Linked DNA regions of Mus musculus: regions 2, 3, 4, 5, 6 and 7 are each linked to region 1. A link is a contact called in public Hi-C, HiChIP or PLAC-seq and promoter capture Hi-C data. All regions are on one chromosome and are shown on one strand. The core of a region is the stretch at or near the end of the contact, and the rest is flanking DNA. Distances in the headings are between cores, read along the strand shown.

Region 1 (2,968 bases), core at 325-2,824:
TCACTCATATGTCAGACTAGGAGGTGAGAGGAAACTAATATGCAACTCTTGTTGCTTCACTTGCTCTGTTTTTAGCGATGAAGAAACATCGAGACGATGTAGTGACAAGACAACAGTAGGGCCTGATCCATCCCTGGGAGAAAGGAGGGTAGATGGTTCTAAAGTAAACACACTCTTCCATTTTAAGACTGTTAGTGGCAACTCTTCGTTTCTGTCCAGCCTAAACTGTTTGCAGAACTACATTCGATTTACTGAGGCATCCTGAAGACCAGTTTGGGATTTTGTTGCATAATACCATCAATTCTGAGCAGGGCTTGAGAACTGGAAATCTTGGAGAGAGTTTAAAGAGCCACAATGATTATTAACCCTGACAAGTAGTAGAAATAGGCAGATAATTATAGGATGTACTTAATAGACAGAAATATAGAGCAGTTTATAGGAAGAGAAAAAGAAAACAAATACAAGTGAGTTTGTGGAAAAATGTGGGGATCAGTGTACACTAAAACATTAATTACCCATCCCACAGTTGCTTCCTTTTTTTCTTGAAAATGTCTCCAAACACAGAGGTTACTACTGTATTAAGAAAAAAGGGCAAACTTCTAGGTATTTACCTATCTACTGAGGAAGCATTCCTGTCAAAACCTTCAGAATGCTGGAATAAAGTGGAAAACAAGATCTCCCCCTTTATTATACCAAATTGTGCTAAATGGCAGACGAACTGACTCTAGCAATCATCCTTTGCACGCTATAGCCAACTTCGAATATCCCAAATAGCCGAGCTTCTGGAGGTAGGGCTCACATTTTTACATTCTGTATGTTTCGGTGCTTAACTGAACACCCGATCAACAGTTCAACATGGCTTACGGGGTAAAAACAGGTCTTACAAGAGGCTAAGAATTGATAACACCACCGTCTCTGACGGTCCAATACACTGAAATCTGCGATTTTCACTTCAAGCCTAATACAGACTTTCACGCCAACTAGGAGCAAACCTGTTTGCAACACAATGCTTTGTGTATACAAGGTGTGGTGGATAGGATCCGAACCTCACATCGAGCTATCTGGCGAGGGTGTCCTGACCTGGCGGACAGCCCTTCCTGCCTTTATTTTTTAGCCCAAAGACAAACGTGGGGAGGCCTCGGCGGCGGGGGCGCGGCCGGCTCGCGAGCACCGAGCTCGCTCGGGCAGCAGCGGGTGCGGCTCCCGCCCACTCGGAGCAAGTCGGCGCGGCCTCGGCGTCCCCCAGAGGAAAGGCTGGGCGCCGCAGTCGGCCTTAGCATCGCCCATCCCGCTCGGGCGCCGCGGCTCTCGCGCCCGGGCGGGCACCGCACTGGGCACACCGGGCGTCTCGGGGCCGCGGCGGGCACCCGCAGGGCCCGCCGTCCCGTCTGCTCGGTCTCGGTTCCCGCAGCCTCGCGAGCGCGCTCCGGATCCGGCCCCGCCCCTCCGGCTCGCCCCGCCTCCCGGACAATCTCCTCGCGCTCGCCGCCCGGCACGCGCGCTGCGCCCGGCCGCCGCTCCCGCCGCCGCCGCCACCGCCGCCGCGGAGCGTTTCTCCGCCGCGCCTGGCTTCCAGCTTCAGGACGGAACCGGAAGTGTAGGGGGCGGGGCCGGCGGAGGCCAGGAGACCGAAAACGCGGCCGAGCCGGGAGCCGGGAGCCGGAGCCACAGCCTGGACCAGAACTTGGCCGCCGCCTGCGCCACCGTCTCTCCCGTCGCCGTCTCCCGCGGCCGCCTCGCACCGCCACCGCCGCGAGCTCGGCTACTGTGGTCCGCGGACTTTGGGTGTCCGGGTTGAAGGTCGGTCCGGACGTCGGAGCAGCTCGGCTCCCGGACCGTCCGGGCGGCTGCGGGCGCCGCCGCCGCCGCCTCGTCGCCTCAGCCAGGCGTTTTGTTCGCTGAGACGCGAGAGGCGAGCGGAGCTGACAGTGATTTTGACAGTGATTCCAACCCGCTTTTGTTGTTGTTGGCTTTTCGTTGTTTGGTTTGGTGTGTTGTGCGTGTATGTGGCGGTTTTTCCCCCGTGGTACATTTTTTTAAATTGTTGTGCCTTTTTTTTAAATCCTTTTTTTTTCAACCCTGTGAACGTTTTTTGCTTCCCCCTCCCCCCCGCCTCGGGGCTTCCGAATATGTTTTATGACGGTTGATTTTACACCAGGAGGTTTGTCTCCGAGGAAGACCCAGGGAACTGGATATCTAGCGAGAACTTCCTACGGCTTCTCCGGCGCCTCGGGAAAATGGGAGCTGCTGCAAAGTTGGCGTTCGCCGTCTTTCTTATCTCTTGCTCTTCAGGTAGGTGGAGGAGCCGGCGCGGCGGGGCTGTGGCCGGGTGCCGGGTGCCGTCTGCTGGGCAGTTCTCGGGCCGAGGCTTTTCCCGCGCCTAAACCCGCAGCCCCGATCATCTCGAAATCTCCATGAATTCCACTTGTTTTGGGTTGGTGTGGCGAACTGATAGGTTGAGTGCTGTGTTGTTGTGCAAGTGAGAAAGTCATGGTTTGTGGCCATAACACTCGATGACAGCGCTGGTTGGGTTGCTGTTCAAGCCGCAAATACCACAAGTGAAAATTTATGTAAAGGTTTGAGACCCAGAAGGAGGTATTCCAAAATGTCATTTAGCCTAAGCTGTTCCAAAACAAGGACCGGTTTTGGTCGTCATCTAATTAGTGCTTCACCGGTGAATATCGAGACATAGATCAAGTGAGCTGGTGTTTAATTTTGACTGTGAGAAACAATGCATCCTATCAGCGATTTAATCTAGGTCTCCTCTCACGTCTTCTCCAACTACATTGTCCAGTAGTGTTAAAAATAGTTTTAGTTGCCGGAGTATTAACCCTAACCCAGTGCAGAAGAGGTATGCTGCTGTGTGTTGGTGGTGTGTGCTGGCTTTCACCCACCATTTGGGTGCTCTTTTCAGGCGTAGATTCTGCTTACCTACGGAATACTTATTTTAAACGCTTTGCACCGACAC
Region 2 (3,043 bases), core at 120-2,619, 940 kb before region 1:
TTACTCTAAGTCATGTTAAATGGAAAAACACGTAGGAAATAAAAATGATCAAGCCACAGCTGGAACACTAAGTCATGTCCATCCCATCTCTAGATTTCCTCTTAGAATTTATGTTGTGACCATTACACACTTTTCAATGTCAAACTCAAGTCCTAGACAGTACATGCTTAAAATCCTAAACCGTCTCTATGTGATTCTAAACCTACTTAGTTTATACAAATTGACTAAGTCAATGTAGATATTACAGGTGTCTCATGCATCTTTTTAAAAAGATATTTATTAATCTATTCATTGTTTATCATAATCACAGAAAGAGAGGAGGCATCAGGATACCATGAAAAATGTTTGCTCATCCTGGGATCAATTACTTTTCTCATTTAAAAAATACTTTAGAAGGTTAAAAAAAAAACAAAAAAACAAAAAACTCCAGCTTATTTACAAGTAGTAAAGAGAAAAATTTGAATTGCAAATTAATATCTACTTTAATTTAATAATAATAAATATTCATTTGATTGCTTGTATTTAGAAACATTAATTTATAATAATGCTTCGTATGTGATGGCTGATGCATTTCGGCAGGAAATATTTTATGTTTCCCCTCAGACTTTTAGCATGTCATCAGAGAAAGGATACACATATACACATGCACACAATCCTTAAACATTTACACAAAACAAAAGCAAAAACCACCAACCAAACAAAAAACCTGAAAATGTGAGGTAAGAGATGGATACAGAGATGTCTCAGTGGCTCAGAACACTCCTGCTTTTAAGCGGACCCAGGTCCATTTCCCGGATGTTGGTTTAGATTTACCTGTAACTCCATCGTTTCCTGATCTGACTGATCTTATGCTCTCTTCTGTCCTCCATGGATACCACAAGCACATGTTAGACAGACATACATTAAGACGAGCACTCACACATAAAATATAAATAAAGAAAATCTCAAAAAGTTAGTAAATAAGTCCTCAGATCTGTTTCTTAGCCTATATAGCACTGTCCTACCCTATGGACTTTGTGATACAAAAAAAAAAAGTCTCAACTCACCTATCTCTGTTCTTTAGGAACAATTGTGTGTGTGAGTGTGTGTGTGTTTGTGTGTGTGTGTGTGTGTGTGTGTGTGTGTCCTTTCATACTTTATCAACATGTATAAAATTATAAAGACATTTAATAAGTGGCATGGGAATTTGTATAAATCTTTTTGTCATCCAAGTCCCCAAATTGCTAAGGTATTATCTCCTTCAAAGAATACATTTTATAAACCTCACATGACCAGCCAGACTTTTTTGAAATGTCTCATTCTATTATGATAAGACTTGGTAAGACTGACTCACCTCCAGCCAACAGGATAGCTCACCACTTAGTTATTTCAGCACTCAAGGCCGTTGCTTCTCACAGCCTTAAGCTTTTCCTGGCAGGCAAGATTTTTCTCAGATTGGCAACATGCTGACACAATAAAAGAAAGCAACTTATAGGGTTTATGTAGGAAAAAAATCCCCGAGGTCACTTGAGGATGGATTCATATTTCTCTTTTTCTCCCTGGGTAACAGAGGATACAACATAATAAAAGCCACCACGCCTTCACTAAACTAAACAACAGTGCAAGGTGTGAGTCTGGAGAAATTTGATAATAATTAAAATTATTTTAATAGGTGAAAACAATAATCGTGTTTTAGAAACATAGGGAACACCTGATTGGTAAAGGATGTGAGGTTTTGAGGTGAAAATTAATCAATAGAGATGCCATGATGAATTTGACAACTGCCAAAATAAATAAATAATATCATTCTTGATGTGATAAAAAATTCTGGTTTAAATATTATAACTGGAATAATTAACAAATTATATCCTACTCACTCTCAGATGACTGCTTGTTTATGCAAAATATTAGCTCTGTCAGTCTAGAAGATGAAGTGATTCTCCTATTCCTTTACTTAGGGAGGAGGGTTAGAAGATATATGCCAAATAGCTGAGCATGTGCCACCTTCTTTATGACAGTTCATTTTAAAAAGACAAATGTGGCATTGGCCTTAAATAAAACGTTTATTTATAAAAATTAAGCAACAATCCATAGAACCTTTCTGAATTAGAGGAAATCAAGATATTTCAACATAAAAATGAAGGAAAGAGAGCCGGGCGTGGTGGCGCACGCCTTTAATCCCAGCACTCGGGAGGCAGAGGCAGGCGGATTTCTGAGTTCGAGGCCAGCCCGGTCTACCAAGTGAGTTCCAGGACAGCCAGGACTACACAGAGAAACCCTGTCTCAAAAACACCAAAAAAAAAAAAAAAAAAAAATGAAGGAAAGTAGAGAAGGGAGATAAAATTGGCAGCATCCTCTGAACTCAAGCTGAAAACCATGTTTCAGCAAAGGAAACACAGAATCCTAACCCAGTGCCATGGCACGGAAGAGCCTTTCCACATGCCAGACAAACCATGCAAGAGGAAGCCTGGTCCAAACTAGGATTGGGAATATATTTGTATTTTCTCTACTTTTTAAGAGAAGACTAGCAGAATTTTTCTTGTAAATTTAGGGATGCATAATCGCATGTTGTTTTACATAAACATGCATTCCAATTTACATAAATTTGCATAGCATTTTCCCCAAAATTCTAGCTCTGAATATGTAAAACAAATTAATCTGTGTTCTCTAATATAATTGTGCTTAAATATGAAATCTAGGCATTATGCTAGAGGTGGCTTATCACAGACAGCCATTAATCCCTCTACCCCCCTTTAATAAAGGGGATAGTTGTTTCAGGTTAGACAAAAAAAAAACCCTCAATTTTTTTCTTTTTAGAAATTAATTAGAAACACTTTTTAAAACTACTGATAAAATGATCTCAATTTAAGTTAAACAAATAGAATACTTGGCAAAACCAAAAGAATTTATTTGTCTAGAACATCACAGATCAGTCTAAGTCAAGTCTGTTTGCATTTGAGTCGAGGCTTGAGGTAGAAGGAAGAATTTCTCAATCTGCAATTTACTCCAAAGTGTAGAAATTATTGTTTTTAGAGTGCACAGCAGTGACATTAGACTTGCTTTC
Region 3 (2,774 bases), core at 199-2,698, 720 kb before region 1:
ATGATCTTTGGACTCATCATACAGTAGCAATGAATGTGAAAGTCCATCTCTCAACATCTTTCGACTCTATAATTATCCTTCTAGATTCTAACTTCTTTCATTAGTTTCCTAGAAGGTCTAGATAATATATTAAAACATGAAAAATACAGACATTTGAGTAAATATTTGATCACAGTCCTGAACTAGCTCATAAAAACTCCATAGTGATTGTTCTTGCTTCATTGCTCTGAAATTAAATATAATATTATATGATTGGATATATGATTTCCACATCAACACTATCCTATTATTCTAGTAAACACAATAATAATTTAAAAATTGATAGTTATCTCTTTAATACATAAATGCTATCTATATAATTTTCAACTCCTGCTTTCCCTTTTCCTCATTGATCCTACCCCAGTTTCTTTCTGATCCAGCATCATATATGCAGGGTCTTTCATCATATGTACTTTTTTCATATAGTATTAATGTTAGATAATTTAGTATACATGAATTTATCATCAATTTGTATAAGTAAAATAAAAGTCAAAATATTGTGTTATTTATATATTCATACCATATATGTATATGAAATTTTCTATATAAAGAATAATACATTGATATCAGTATCTTAATGTAAATTGATCAATAACAAAAATTCATAGAGAATTTTGTACCATGTCATTATATTTTCATCAAATAGTAGACTCAAGAATTGGATAAAGCAAAAATTATAACCTAAACATACACATATAGAAAAGTCACAGTACTAGTGCTGGGCATGGTGGCACACACCTTTAATCCCAGCACTCGGGAGGCAGAGGCAGGCAGATTTCTGAGTTGGAGGCCAGCCTGGTCTGCAAAGTGAGTTCCAGGACAGCCAGGAATATACAGAGAAACCCTGTCTTGAAAAAAAAAAAAAGTCACAGTACCAAGCCAGTGTCTAAACAACTTTCAAGCAGACTTCTACTTTTATGCTGCTGAAACAATTGCCGACTTTGCTTGAAAGTGGGTCATCAGGGAAAGAAGTTGAAAAAGTGTGTAGACTGCTTGTCCTTTCAACTCCTGCTTTCCCTTTTCCTCACTGATCCTACCCCAGTTTCTTTCTGACCCATCATCATATATGCAGGATCTTTCATCATATGTGCAGGGTCTTTGCCAATATATTTTTTCCTCATCAGTAGCACAAAAGTTTTCAGACTTTGGCACACATAATCTTATAGTCTCAAGATGCTAATGAAATAAAAACTCTGAGGGCTAGGGGAGGGAGAGTGGAATCTCTGGGCAGCATGAAATTGGAAATTCTCCATATGCATCCTGACTCATAGCTATGGTCTCTCAGCTCTTCTAGAATGACTACTGAGAAAGAGGTGTGTGAGAAATAGATACCAAGCAAGAGGTGTAGCTAGCTCAGTACTGCAATCTATCAAGATAAGCCTGTTCTCTGATTTTTGTCCTCAACAAGCCTTGCTCCAAACACATTCATAAGAGTTTACATTGTGTAATGTACACAGTCCTACTCGTTTATGCAATAGGAGACATCAGTGAAACACACCTAGGAGCAAAACAGGAAACTTGTTCAACAACTTATGCAAGGATTCTATTGAAAGTATAATCATTTTAATTATGATCACTTCCTTAATAGAAAATTAAACACTGTTTACTGAGTTATTATAATCATTTGCTTGCTTTAACAGACAAGATTTTCTTGTTTAAAAAAATAAGAGTGCAGGGCTCTTCAGCAGAGAAGAACATTTGCTATTCCTACAAATGACCCAGATTTGGTTCCTAGCACCTACATTGTAGCTCACTAAAATGGGTAACTCTAGTTCAAGGGGATATGATGAAATCTTATCCAGTAAGCCTAAGAGAAACTGATAAAGTGGTTGCTTTTCCAAATACAGAAGTTATTTATATTTTTATTAATTAAAAATTTTCCTACAGTAGAGTTTAACTACTTTCTCTTCTCCTAAGTCCTCCTAGGGCCTCCCTACCTCTCCAACCACCAAATTTTATGTTCTTTCTCTCACTTTATCTTTAAAAAAAACCAAAAATTTAAATAAAAACAAACAAATTAATAACAAAAATTATGAAAACAAAACAACTACTAAAAATAAAAACAAAAATTATGATGTTATATATATATACATATGTGTGTGTGTGTGTGTTTGTGTGTGTGTGTGTAATAAATACATGTAAGAATGAAAATACTCTAAATAGAGTCAAGATAAAATGGGGAAGACAATGTCAACTAGATATCTTTGTCACCAAAAAACACCTCTGGTGTCAGTAATAAGTTAAATCTTGAGTCTTTAAGCAAAGGATCCCCTAGAAACTTCCAAGCATCACAGGCTATTTGTAAAGGTTCTTAGTTTCTCTTTGTTTCAACCTCGTGGCCAGGCCCTAACGTTGAAGACAACAGTTACTTATATCATTTTATAAAAAGAAGTTGAAGTCTCAGAAAAAGAACTGGAAGTATCATCACTGCTGATTAGTGTGATTGGTCCTTAAAAGTACTCTGTTCTGAAGGGAAAAAGTAATCGTGAATATGACCTAGTTACAAGCCTACAACAGGGACCTTTTCGCAAGATATTCTGATCATGGCACAAATGTCATCAGAGGAATCAACATTTTTTGTTAAATTCAAGGTCCATTCTATGACATGGAAGCAATCCCTGACACTGCTAAAGTGGTCAAAAAACGGAGATTAGGTCATGCCTAAGGGAAAATCAAATACTACTATTCTGCTGAAGGAACACTGTAATAAATTGATTCATAATGCCCTACTGCTA
Region 4 (2,927 bases), core at 242-2,741, 900 kb before region 1:
GATTGAATGCATTTCTGCAGTATGGTATGACCACAAACCTATGTAGCATATAGTTATAAAAATCAATCCACGCTAAATCGACTACATACTGGCATAGGCAATATTGCCCGCCCCCATGGTTCCTGGGGCTAGCTTGCTGCCAATCTGCTCACAATTCCCTGGTTTCTGTGGCTAGCTGCAGGGTGCACTTTCACTAACCAGTGTTCTGCTGTGACTAGCTCTCCTATGGAGCTCAGTCCTTTGACCAATCTTCCTGTTCCAAAGCCTGGGCAAATTCTACCCTGTCTAAGTTCTTTCCCTCTGGCCTACCTGTGTCGTCACCAATGGAAAAACTTACTTTAAAATCAACAGATGACACAACTGCTGGGTGCAGAATCTATCTTCCTAAACTTATCAACTATTCTATGTTGGAAATCTTTCAGTCGTGGAAGCTGCCACTAGGTTCAACACTTCCCTGTCTACATCATGCCTCCTCTTGCCTTCACCTACATCCCCTCTTCCTCTCTAGGACCCAGAAGGCCTGCCTCTTACTTTTTGCCCAGAGCCTTCCTTCTTGTTGTCTTTCTTATCTAATCAATTAATTAGGGGGAAATTCCCCTACACTTATGTTTGTGAATTCTTGGCCCATAGGCAATGAATGACACTATAGGATGTATGATCTTGCTAGGGTAAGAGTAGCCTTGTGGAAGAAAATATGTCACAGTGGAAGTAAGCTTAAAGGTTTTAAAAGCTCAAGCCTGCCCACTGTGTCTCAGTTTTCTTCCTGTTGCCCACTGATCTAGATGTGGAACTCTCAGCTCCTTCTCAAATACCTGGTCTGCCTGCATGTTCCCATGTTTCTTGCAATAATGATAATGGACTAAACCTTTGAAGTGTAAGCCAGCCCAAATTAAATATTTTTCTTTATAAAAGTTTCTGAAGTCATTGTCTCTCTCTTTAAACCAATAAAACCTTAAATAAGACAGTGTTTAACATAATAGATATACCAGATCCCTGCTCTAGTTTTTCTTTGTTTGTTGTTGTTTTTAAATAGAGCATCAACCATTCTGTACTTCTTAGCCTCATCTACAGTTAGGTAGGAAAATAATACTGAAATTTGCCCACTAGAAGATTATCAAAGGTAAGTTACCCAAGATCTTATAAGCAAATATCTAACTCTTTTTCCTTCTCCTGACATTTGGACACCAAAAGATGGGTGGTAAACAAATCCAAGCTGAAAGTTGCTATGGATCCCTGAATACATAGAACAGAAATCTACATAATTACCACAATCATCATAGCTACCACTGGCTCAAAATGTGGAAAACTATCAAATTTTTAAGTACGTGAGTGTATTCAAACCACTACAATAAAAATCAATAAATGAGATAGCTTATCAAAAAAGAAATTTATTTTTCACTGTTCTGGAATTGGAAGCTGAGAAGGGCAAACTCAGGGTGCCAATAGTAATCATTAACTTCCAGTTTCAGAGACAGAACCTTCAAGTGGAATAATCATATGGATGATCAAGGCAGGTTGCTGGCATTCTTCCATAGGAGTGGTTAAGCCAATTCAGTATGGAGCTAATCACCTTCCAAAATCCATGCTTTGGTATTATCACATTGATGAGTCAGCTTCATTTTGTTGAATGGGTGTACAAATATTCAGACTACAGCATTACTTGGAGTTTTAGAAGCGTTTTTCCACATAATCAGTCACATACTCCGAGATTGATTCCACATTTCTTATTTTTTCCTTCATATCTTCTATTGATCTCACATGTAATAACAAAAACTCACCTTTATATATAATATTTAGGTTGATAGGAAAGGAAAGAGAACTCTAAACCTCAGTTCTCCTGCAATGAGTTCTCAATACACAACTCTGTATCCACACAGTTTTCATTGGTTATATTTATTCCTTTAAATTTATTCTTTTCATATATGTGTAAAGTGCATACTGATCAATCCATTTCTAAAAGCTAAGCGAATCAACACTCACAACTTCATGGTCTAAGTTACCAGATAGGTTTGTAAAGAGAAAAGACAAACCTGAAAGTTCAGCCTGGACACCACCTATCAAGGAGCTACACAGTTGAATGCAGCCTGCATTAGTATCCATTTGCTTTGTGAGAGTAAAATCCAAAACCTTTGATTCGAGATTACGGTCTTTGCGTAGAAAAGATACATGGGCTTAAGTCTGACATGCTGAGAGAATAGCATATAACAATATTTAAACACTTAACATAATTCCATTAAATCCCTGACATATGCAAGGCTATATTGCTTTCTATCCTTTATTATATTTTATGATTGCACATCTAATAATTTGTGTGATATTTCCCAGTTGTGAAATGTCCCTGATTGCCCGTGATTAAGATTAAATGAGAAGATTGCTCTCCTCCCCCAGGTGGTTGTTAGGAAACATCTGAATCATAGTGAGTTGCTGGGTGAGCTGAGAGTGTGCCTCTCCCTAGCAATCTTGAGGTTGCAAAAGTAAACATTCAACATATGAGACATGAACACACTTATTTGCACTGCAGGTTACTACTCCAAAGTATCCACTTTCTTTATAATTTAGAAAACTTCTTAGTTAGGAAAAACAAGGCCACAAGCTTCAAGCTCTATAGTTTCATATAGATTAGTCCAAATGACATTATACTGATTCAGAATACAAGTATTTGAGCTTCATAAGTGTCAAAACAATACAACTCTTCATTAAGGATAACATCCGCCAGATTTGCCATGTCTTATTTTGGACCCTATTAAAATATGAAAGCAAAAACAGAACAAGAAGGATGAAGTTAAAGCCAACAGGAAGAAAGAGACGGGGACTGAAATTCAAAGTTGTATCTGCCTGAGGCATCTGTCACAAGGAGAGATGGTACATGAGGCAACCAGTGGTCAGAAGAGGAAGACTGACAGTACACCATCAGAATTCTAGTAAAT
Region 5 (2,700 bases), core at 57-2,556, 770 kb before region 1:
ACACTCCCTTCCTAGAATGGCCCAGAAAAACAAGCTTTACAAGAAAGCAAGGCAAATGCAGATAACGACCAAAAATGTTTCTGTTCCCTTTTCCTGTGACTAAGACCTCACCTCACCTGGGGCCTTCAGTGCTGCTTAGGAACTTTGGGAAGGTCATGAAACACTTGCCTCTCCAGAAGAGAGAGGCTAATCCCCATTTCTAAAGGGGGGAATGAAAAGGTCACTGTGGGCCACCAATGGGCTTAAACTAACTCATGTTATTACCAAAGTCTACTCTTTTTTTTTTTTTTTTTTTTTTTTTTTTTTTGGTTTTTCGAGACAGGGTTTCTCTGTGTAGTCCTGGCTGTCCTGGACCTCACTTTGTAGACCAGGCTAGCCTCGAACTCAGAAATCCGCCTGCCTCTGCCTCCCAAGTGCTGAGATTAAAGGCATGTGCCACCACACCCGGCCAAGGTCTACTCTTGAACTGTATAAAAAGGGTGTGCTTAGGAGATTTGGGGTTACCCCTGCCCAGATTTCAGGATGGCCCCAGTGCGCTGAATCAATAAACCTCTTACTTGTTGCATCGATCTCCATCTATGTGTTTCTGTAAGTGGAACATCCCTGACATAAGGCTCTTCGGATCTTACATTGTCTATTCACTTTGTTTGCTTCTTTTTCTGTACTATCTTAGTTAGAATTTTACTCCTCTGAACAGACACCATAACCAAGGGAAGTCTTATGACTGGTAGCAGTCCAGAAGCCATGGACAAACTGGGTTTACCAGAAAGGGTAGCTGGAAATGAAAAGGTGCTGGGGGTGGGGGATGGGAGGCGAGAGAAGAATAAAGCGAAGACACGGTTCTGATCAAGGCTTCAAGCTTAATATTCAGCACTGCATTCATATAGGGAGCGCCCACAAACCCATCCTTTGTTTCAGCTGGATTATGTTGCAAAGCAAGGTCAGCAGGCAGTCTATTCTTCCAAGTTCCTAGAGGAAGTTGCATTCCACCTATGTTGCTGCCAGCTGCTACATGAACTGGGTTCCTGAAAGAAAAGCTGGGTCTGTATGGGAGAGATAGCAAGAGAAGAATGAGACAAAGACAGTGTTTCTGATCAAGGACCAATGTTTACTTTTGGAGTATGAACTTAAAAGGGGGGCAAACCTATCCCCCACTATGCCAGGATCTCATGACTTGTCAGGATCTCCTTGCTTTGACAGGATCTTGTCAGGAAAACAAGCTCAGCCTCTCAGCCGGTAGTGTCAGTGGCGTCTTGGCGGAAGCTGCAGATGTGGTAGGACAATAGACTTTACCTAAGTTGGAAGACTCCACCCTAGGTGGGCTAGCCAGCTGTGGCATAAATCAGCCCACTCAAGGCTTGGGGAGGGCACACACCTAGGTCATTAAGGTCAAATGTGGCAAATGTTCAATGTCTATTCAGCCTGCTCAAGGCTGAAAAAACTGGCTCAAGGCTGGGAAGAGCACAAAGGACAACATTTAATTGGGGATGGCTTACAGGTTCAGAGAGGTTCAGTCCATTATCATCAAGGTAGGAACATCGTGCAGATAGAACTGAGAGTTCTACTTCTTCATCTGAAGGCTGCTAGTGGAAGACTCACTTCTGGGCAGCTAGAATGAGGATCATAAAGCTGATGCCCACAGTGACATGCCTACTACAAAAAGGTCATACCTCCTAATAATGTCACTCCCTGGGCCAAGCATATACAAACCATCACATTCTACTCCCTGGTTCCCATAAGCTTGTTCAAACACTTGAGTCTATGGGTGCCATACCTAAACATCCCATAATGCAAAATACATTTAGTTCAAATTCCAAAGACAAGGTCTCTTGTGAGATTCATCCAATCACTTAACTGTAATCACCAAAGCAAGACAGGAAATCAGCTGCACAAAGTCCAAACTCTGCATCTCCATGTATGATGTCAAAGTGGACTTCAGATCTCCAACTCCTTTTGCATCTCTGTTGACTGCAACAAATTTCTTTCTCCTGGGCTGGTTCCACTCCCTTTTAGCAGCTTTCCTCAGCAGATAGCCCATGCCTCTGGTATCTCAAAATTTTTGATGTCTCCAAGGCAGCTTCAGTGTTACAGCTTCTTTTTTGGGATTCACACATTATCTCCTGGGCTACTCTAATGAGCTGGTATCACTTCTCAAGGTCTGTCCTCTGTAGCACCCTATGTTCATATTGATCCACTCTACTGTCGCTGCTGTTCTTGGTGATTATCCCATGGTACTGACATATCCAATACACTAAGGTCTTCCAATAAAAGTAGGCCTCACCAATAATCCTTGGCTGACAACTACAACTGAGGCTGCACTTTCACCAGCAGCCTTCCATGGCTTCTCACAGTGTCAAACCTCAGCTGTCCTTCATGACCCTTTCATGCCTTCAAAAGCAGTACCACCTGGGTGACTCTTACACATTACCAAGACCAGCTGCAACACAAGGTACAACTATCTGTGAAATATAGCTTCTTTGTTGTCTCACAAAACACTTCCCAGAAGATGTCACCTTAATGATGGTGGTCCTTTCTTAATCACCACTAATTTCTTAGCTCCAGCTAACCAGCATCAATTGTCCCAGTAGTCTCCTCCTCTTGACTATAAAGCCAGAGCCACAAAACTGATGCTGCTGAGTTCTTCTGCTTGCAGGAGCTGGAACATTGTCCCTTTTGTTCTATTACATTATCACTGACTTC
Region 6 (2,778 bases), core at 229-2,728, 920 kb after region 1:
GTACGCTTCTCGTTTTGTGTCAGAACAACTATTATCAGACTGCTTTAATATACTATTTTTAGTAAGTGGTAGCGACTCACTGAAAATGCCTTTGAATTAACTTGCAAGGCCCGGGGAGGAGAGGACTTCCTTCTGCAGCACAGGCTGTTGGTACCAAGATGCTAGAAGAGCTACGATTCCAGTGCTGCGCCTGAAGAAGGCATTGCTTCTCCTGCTAACAATCGGGGTGGGGGGATAGAAAAGAGGTTAATTTGATGAAGTTTGGTGAGAAAATCGAGCTTTTGCTGCTATGAAGAAGCTCTGCTATGGAACCTGAGTAATTCTGAAGAATTATAGTATTTAATTTGGCTTCCCTGAGGACTAGAAGATGTTCTAAGTTGTTACCTATCCTCATTAGTGTTTGTCTGGGCTATTGATTCCAGACCCCATTACTCAGGGTATTTGGATGGGACCCAGGGAGGAGATTTTTGTTTGAGCATGGAGCTGGGGAACCTGAAATAGAACAAGGGGGAAGAAACAACCTTTGGTAAGTTAGAAAATGTAGTTAAATCCTATAAACGTAGGGCCTCTTTTTGCGCCAGTGTGTACAGGTAGAGACCAAGTCAGCCCTCAGCATCCTTCTTTAAAGTGTGCTCTGTCTTTTTATTTTGAGACAGTCTCATTGTTTTGGAACTCACTGAGTATGGTAGATTGTTGTCCAATGGCCAGAGGAATCCTTCCAGTCCTGGGATAACAATGGCGCACCACCAGACCCAGATAGAGCTTCCAGGATTCAAACCTAGGTCCTTATGCTTGTGCCCCAAGCACCTTACAGACGGAGCTCTCTCTCCAACCTCTTATTTATTTAAAAGGCCTTACTACAATTTACTTATTTTTATGTTCACGTACCATGGTACCTGGGTGGAGGTCAGAGGACAGTTTGCTGGAGTCAGTTCTTACCTTGACCCAGTGAGCCCTGCTCTGGGCCCTGAATTCATTTACAGTAACTCACTTTGCTAGCGTCGATATAACCAATAATAATAATAATAATACATATCTAGTAATAATACATAGCTGGTTTTACAAGGTAACATCTCTGAATTAAGTTTCTGTATCAGAACCAAGTGCTACGCAGCAGTCAGCCTTCAGAGTGCTTTTCCACTGAGATCAGAGGAGTGATTAAAGAGCTGGGTCTGGCATGGGCTGTTGAGCTCTGGAGGTCACAGGTGGAAATTCATGGGCCACCTTGGTAACCTGTGGCTGACTTTGTTTTCCAGACGACACTGACAACCACCCAGCGAGAGCTGAGTCAGCTGCAAGAGCTTAGTAACCACCAGAAAAAGAGGGCCACAGAGATCCTGAACCTGCTTCTCAAGGACCTGGGGGAGATAGGCGGAATTATTGGCACCAACGATGTGAAGACTGTAAGCCAGACTTGTGTTCTCTGTTCCTACCCTGACTGGTGTGATCCGAGTCAAGCTCTGCAGCACCTGAGGCTCAGGGCTGTACTCTGCACCTGGCGCATGCTGAAAAAGGAGAGCTGGCGCATGAAGCAGGGGCTGGGGGAGGGGATGGAGAGGAACAGTTTGCCTTTCAGATCTGGGGGGCATCTTCCAGTCTTGGTTGGTTTTGTGTGGCTTGTTTTTTTTTTTCTTTAGCCTTACCTGCAATGCTCTCACACTGGGGCTCAGCTGGGAGAAGCTGCAGGCCAGGTCTCAGTCCCCACCCTTCCCCACCCCCCCAGCCCAATGCAGTGAGAATTCTCCAGCCAAGCAGTACGAATTGAGAAAGCTTCCAGCTGAAAGTCATAGGCAGCTAGCAGGGGCTGAAAGAGTAAACCACACTTAATTATGTGTAACAGGAGGAGGCTAGGCCTTGTTACTCAGGGTCATCTGCATCACCTGGGGCTAATTAGCAATTTAGACCCCAGGCTGACCTCAGACATACTGAAGCGGACTCTGTGTTTTAACAAGATGACTCGTGGCTTATTAAAGTTAGAGAACCCAATTTGGTTTCATTGCAGTGGCTCCACAATCCACAGGACCCGACTGTTGTGTTTCCTCTCTGCCCATCCTTAGCTACTTTCATTTTCATATCTTTACGCTTTTGCCTCGTAGCAAGATCACTGCTGTAGCACCAACTGTCAAGTCTTTATTCATTTACATCCAGTGTGCTGTATCACTAACCACTTTTATCCAGGAGAGGGGACTATATACCAGAAATTCCCAATCTTATGTAGCCTTAGGGCAGCTGCAAGGCAGCGGTTTCAGGCCCTGCCAGGTTAAGCTTTTAAGTCACGGCTAGGCTGGTCTGTGCTTGACGGTTAATGTTTAGAGCCACATGTTGCTGTTGAGCAGTGTAGTTCTGACATGGGGCTGATTAAAGGCTCGCAGGACCTCATGGAGTGGATTTGTGGGACGTTGGCACCTCCTGCTGATAACAATAAGAAAAGATATTTTTATGCTAAGATCTTACACTGAGCTGAGGAACACATTAGTGAACTCAAAGCGTGTCTGTGCTTTGCCATTAAAGGTCCTTCCTGCCGGAAATCCTAAGTATGATGAGAGGATTTTTAAATACCTAATTGCATGCTTTGGGATTATTTTTAGGTTCCAGACACTAGATGCCCTTAGCTAATTTCATTGATGACTCTCACTTACAGATCACGGTAGTCTCAGAGAGCCTCCTTCCATGCTGGACCAATGGCAAAGGCTGCCAGTGTATCTGTGCTGTTGCATTATGGGAGGGATAGAACGGGGAGCAGTATCGGGAGGCAAATCTCAGTCACCAACCCAACTC
Region 7 (3,080 bases), core at 340-2,839, 660 kb before region 1:
CATTTACGCAAGGGACTATTACTTGGTCCTCAAAAATGATGTAATAAACTTTACAGGTAAATGGATAGAACTAGAAAAGAATATTCTAAAATGGCATCTCAGATCCATAAATATAAATATGGAATGTATTTACTTATATAAGAATATTAGCTGTTAAGTCAATGATAACCAAACTGTAAATCATGAAACTACAGAAGTTTGGTATAGAGCAAGAAACTAGGAGGGGGAAGGGATGTCAAATAGATCTCAATAAGAAAAGGAAAAATTGATACCAATAGATTAGGAGGCCTGGAACTGGAGGATCACATGGAGAGAGAGATGGGAATGGGGGATGAGAGATGAAGTTTGGAGAGAGAGATACAAATCAAAGCTAGTTAAAATATAGTATGCAAACTTAATACAGTAGAAGCTTCCTAAAATATATACATAAATGAAACCACCAAATAATAGGATCCCAGTCAGCCATCTTGTTACCAAATGAAGCATCCAGTGCTGAAATTGTGTTACATCTGATTACAATGCTAGGCAAAGTAGTCCCATATAAACCCCCTAAACAACTCTGCTTGTTGTCAAGACAATAGGTTGCTTGCTACACACTGACAGCAAGGCTCCATTGCTGTAGACAACACCTGCACCATTCACTGAACATGGAGAAGGTGTGCTGGTGCCCACAGAGAAACTTCACCCCTACATTCTAGCAATTTTAGTAAAATAAGAGAAGATGTTCTGCATACTACAAATGGAGAAACATTAAGAGCAACCAAGCCACAAACCGTCTGATCTATAGTGGTGCTCTGACTGTAAGATATGCTAGGGGAATAGTGGCACAAATCTTATGGGAGTAACCAACCAATATTTGATATGACTTAAGGTCTACTCCACAAGATGGAACCCAAATGAATACTGGCTGAGTGATAAAGAACCTAAGACTAGATATCCCAGGGATATATGGGAAAACCAAATATTTCTGGTCTAGGAAAATAGCAATAAAATGATTCCTAATGATATTCTCCCATGATCATAGATGGGCCTTACTCAGCCATCATCAAAAAACTTCTTTTTCATCACCATCATTGCTCATATGAACTACATGAAAACTGAGGCAACATGTACAGGGCCTGCACAGATTTGAACTTCATCCTTTGTGTATATGTTGTGTCTTCCAATGTAGTGTTTGTACTTATTCATTCATTCATTGAATCATTCATTCATTCATTCATTTACATCTCAAACCTTGCCTTCCTTCCCAGTGTGTAGGGTTTGATTTTTCAAATCCTATTTTACTAAGGGTTCTTAAATGCTTTAACCTCTCTTCTAGTCCACCATCCACCAGAGGTAGTGTAAAAGGAAGGGTATTAGGTTATGGTAGAAGTGGACCTGCATAGATATTGTTGTTTGGAGCAAATCCCACCTGCATTGTCAGGAAATCAGGAGTTGAGTTCACAGAAATCAGCAGCAGCAGCTTGATCCATTTGCAAATACTTCAAAAATATACCAGCAATCCATTTCAGCAATGTCAGGATAGGAAACATGAAACAACATTTGGGGCATGACCTATCAGAAACAGCAAGTTCTCCACCGAATTTGCACTAGTCAGCAGGGGCAACCAAGACCAGAAGTTCTCTGCTGTGCCTCTCTCAACAAAGTGAAAGCAAAGACTTAAAGACAAAGACAAAGAAGTGTTGCAAAGCTAGCTATGCAAGCAAGCCTTTCTCACAGTCCATTAAGTCATATTTATACTACCTCCAAACATCATGTCCTTCACGTGCTGTGCCTCAGCACTTAAGTCTGTCTTAGCAAAACTCCATGTGAGTCTGTATCATCTGACATCACTCTGCCAATTATCCCAAGTCTACCAAAGCAGCAAGAAGCAGCCAGAACACCGCTTGATGGTTTTGGGTGCATTCCTCTCTTGGGAATCACTACAAACGAAGCTCAACAATGAATATTTGCATGTTGTTGATGAAGAATACTTCATCATGAATCCTTCATCAGATGTTCTTTCACAAGCTTGCTTTAGCCAAACATCCTTTCACCTGTGTCTGCTTCAGCAAAAACATCATGTGACATAACTGACTTTCCAAAGAAAACAGAAGTTTCCACTTCACTGGTGCCCCCACTTCACAGAGACTAGCTCCCCATTCCCCCACCCCTTCACCTCTGAGATGGTTCACCCTCAGTCTTATACCTTAGAAACCTCTCCTGTTGTTGTTGTTGCTGCTGCTGTTATTGTTTTGTTTTATTTTACAATGCAAGTCAGAAAAGGAGTAGATCAGGATGGGAAGAAAGATAGAGAGAAAGTGAGGAGAATATAGGAATGGAAAACAATAATCAGGATAGACTATGTTAAAACAGAGTCTATTTTTAGTGAAAAGGAGGAAAACTAAGGACAGAAATTGTAGAAACTCTGAAAACTATAATAGAAACAAACCTATGAATAACAGGTTATAAAAAAAAGAGAATAGACGTATGTCAAAGGCAGAGATATTTCCAACAAAATCATAAAAGAAAACCCCCCTAATCTAAAAAAGGTCCAAGATTCAGACAAATTGGTAGCCAATTAACTACAAGAAGGAGAGGATCCAAACTAACAAAATTTAAGGTGAAATTGGAAACATTGCAACACATAGTGAGGAAATTGACACAACTGTAAAAACATACTTTAAAAATCTATAGTCAAGTAAACTATAAAAACAAGTGAAAAAAAAACAGAAAAGATGAATTTTTAGATAAATATCACCTACCAAATCTAAGTCAAAATGAAATAAATCATTTAAATGGGAGCAAGAACTTGAAGGCAAAGTTGAAACAGAGACCACTGAGGACCATTACTTACTGCCTTTTATTCTCCATGCCTTGCTCCATTTCCTTTCTTGTCAAACCTAGGACTACCTGCATGGCTGTGTTAGTGTCCTCTCCCACCAATCATTATTTTAAATACCCACAGACATGCCCACAGTCAATTTGATGGAGGAAATTCTCAGCCAAGGGTCTCTCTACCCAGGTTATTTTAATTCTTATTTGCATGAAAATTACAACAACAACAACAACAACAACAACAAAAAAACTCCCAAAACAAA

The links. Promoter capture Hi-C pulls out the DNA fragments that hold promoters and counts their contacts. A called contact is a pair of places that touch in the nucleus more often than the background predicts. HiChIP or PLAC-seq counts read pairs in DNA pulled down with a chosen protein or histone mark.
Region 2: a Hi-C map of Sertoli cells shows a contact between it and region 1, with 4 times the contacts expected there. The contact joins the enhancer-like site here to the promoter of Acvr2a in region 1. A contact is called at or near these places in 4 of 39 promoter capture datasets (3T3-L1-derived adipocytes, cranial neural crest, hippocampal neurons and 1 more), 1 of 15 datasets of contacts at CTCF or cohesin (large pre-B cells), 1 of 484 Hi-C or Micro-C datasets (Sertoli cells) and 4 of 115 datasets of contacts at active chromatin or transcription factors (craniofacial prominence, embryonic forebrain, embryonic limb bud and 1 more).
Region 3: a Hi-C map of epidermal suprabasal cells shows a contact between it and region 1, with 4 times the contacts expected there. The contact joins the enhancer-like site here to the promoter of Acvr2a in region 1. A contact is called at or near these places in 9 of 39 promoter capture datasets (the 3T3-L1 cell line, 3T3-L1-derived adipocytes, the HPC-7 cell line and 6 more), 3 of 484 Hi-C or Micro-C datasets (adipose-derived mesenchymal stem cells, epidermal suprabasal cells and myocytes), 12 of 115 datasets of contacts at active chromatin or transcription factors (SST interneurons, astrocytes, craniofacial prominence and 8 more) and 1 of 9 other capture datasets (adipose tissue).
Region 4: a FOXA1 HiChIP or PLAC-seq map of pancreatic cancer cells shows a contact between it and region 1. The contact joins the enhancer-like site here to the promoter of Acvr2a in region 1. A contact is called at or near these places in 2 of 39 promoter capture datasets (cranial neural crest and stem cell-derived epiblast-like cells), 1 of 15 datasets of contacts at CTCF or cohesin (large pre-B cells) and 10 of 115 datasets of contacts at active chromatin or transcription factors (astrocytes, differentiating embryonic stem cells, embryonic forebrain and 6 more).
Region 5: an H3K4me3 HiChIP or PLAC-seq map of embryonic stem cells shows a contact between it and region 1, with 8 read pairs. The contact joins the enhancer-like site here to the promoter of Acvr2a in region 1. A contact is called at or near these places in 2 of 39 promoter capture datasets (embryonic stem cells and frontonasal cranial neural crest) and 11 of 115 datasets of contacts at active chromatin or transcription factors (differentiating embryonic stem cells, embryonic forebrain, embryonic limb bud and 6 more).
Region 6: a promoter capture Hi-C map of pre-B cells shows a contact between it and region 1, with 7 times the contacts expected there. The contact joins the enhancer-like site here to the promoter of Acvr2a in region 1. A contact is called at or near these places in 16 of 39 promoter capture datasets (the 3T3-L1 cell line, 3T3-L1-derived adipocytes, the C10 cell line and 11 more), 7 of 484 Hi-C or Micro-C datasets (CD4 T cells, CD8 T cells, the G1E-ER4 cell line and 4 more), 6 of 115 datasets of contacts at active chromatin or transcription factors (astrocytes, embryonic stem cells, large pre-B cells and 2 more) and 1 of 9 other capture datasets (liver).
Region 7: a Hi-C map of regulatory T cells shows a contact between it and region 1, with 4 times the contacts expected there. The contact joins the enhancer-like site here to the promoter of Acvr2a in region 1. A contact is called at or near these places in 6 of 39 promoter capture datasets (3T3-L1-derived adipocytes, cranial neural crest, hippocampal neurons and 3 more), 1 of 15 datasets of contacts at CTCF or cohesin (large pre-B cells), 2 of 484 Hi-C or Micro-C datasets (large pre-B cells and regulatory T cells) and 8 of 115 datasets of contacts at active chromatin or transcription factors (astrocytes, embryonic forebrain, embryonic limb bud and 5 more).

What each region holds. Positions count from the first base shown.
Region 1 is chr2:48,812,535-48,815,502 of GRCm38.p6, forward strand. It overlaps Acvr2a (activin receptor IIA), which reads left to right and starts at 1,575. Exons shown (of 11, transcript NM_007396.4): 1 at 1,575-2,292. The coding sequence starts at 2,238.
Region 2 is chr2:47,876,837-47,879,879 of GRCm38.p6, forward strand. No RefSeq gene overlaps it. Among named protein-coding and RNA genes, the nearest start is that of Gm52576, 44 kb to the left of the region's middle. Within about 2 kb of position 1,370, at least 14 of the 459 cell types and tissues checked have an H3K27ac peak or open chromatin away from gene starts, as enhancers often do. A contact at or near this core is called in Sertoli cells, where this site is marked.
Region 3 is chr2:48,088,058-48,090,831 of GRCm38.p6, forward strand. The region is part of intron 3 of Gm13481 (predicted gene 13481); the gene reads right to left. Among named protein-coding and RNA genes, the nearest start is that of Gm52576, 260 kb to the left of the region's middle. Within about 2 kb of position 1,449, at least 6 of the 459 cell types and tissues checked have an H3K27ac peak or open chromatin away from gene starts, as enhancers often do. A contact at or near this core is called in epidermal suprabasal cells, where this site is marked.
Region 4 is chr2:47,912,025-47,914,951 of GRCm38.p6, forward strand. No RefSeq gene overlaps it. Among named protein-coding and RNA genes, the nearest start is that of Gm52576, 79 kb to the left of the region's middle. Within about 2 kb of position 1,492, at least 5 of the 459 cell types and tissues checked have an H3K27ac peak or open chromatin away from gene starts, as enhancers often do. A contact at or near this core is called in pancreatic cancer cells, where this site is marked.
Region 5 is chr2:48,044,710-48,047,409 of GRCm38.p6, forward strand. No RefSeq gene overlaps it. Among named protein-coding and RNA genes, the nearest start is that of Gm52576, 210 kb to the left of the region's middle. Within about 2 kb of position 1,307, at least 2 of the 459 cell types and tissues checked have an H3K27ac peak or open chromatin away from gene starts, as enhancers often do. A contact at or near this core is called in embryonic stem cells, where this site is marked.
Region 6 is chr2:49,731,448-49,734,225 of GRCm38.p6, forward strand. Kif5c (kinesin family member 5C) reads left to right here. Exons shown (of 26, transcript NM_008449.3): 15 at 1,257-1,403. Among named protein-coding and RNA genes, the nearest start is that of Gm46738, 14 kb to the right of the region's middle. Within about 2 kb of position 1,479, at least 113 of the 459 cell types and tissues checked have an H3K27ac peak or open chromatin away from gene starts, as enhancers often do. A contact at or near this core is called in CD8 T cells, the G1E-ER4 cell line, hematopoietic stem and progenitor cells and 5 more, where this site is marked.
Region 7 is chr2:48,148,047-48,151,126 of GRCm38.p6, forward strand. The region is part of intron 3 of Gm13481 (predicted gene 13481); the gene reads right to left. Among named protein-coding and RNA genes, the nearest start is that of Gm25338, 230 kb to the right of the region's middle. Within about 2 kb of position 1,590, at least 3 of the 459 cell types and tissues checked have an H3K27ac peak or open chromatin away from gene starts, as enhancers often do. A contact at or near this core is called in regulatory T cells, where this site is marked.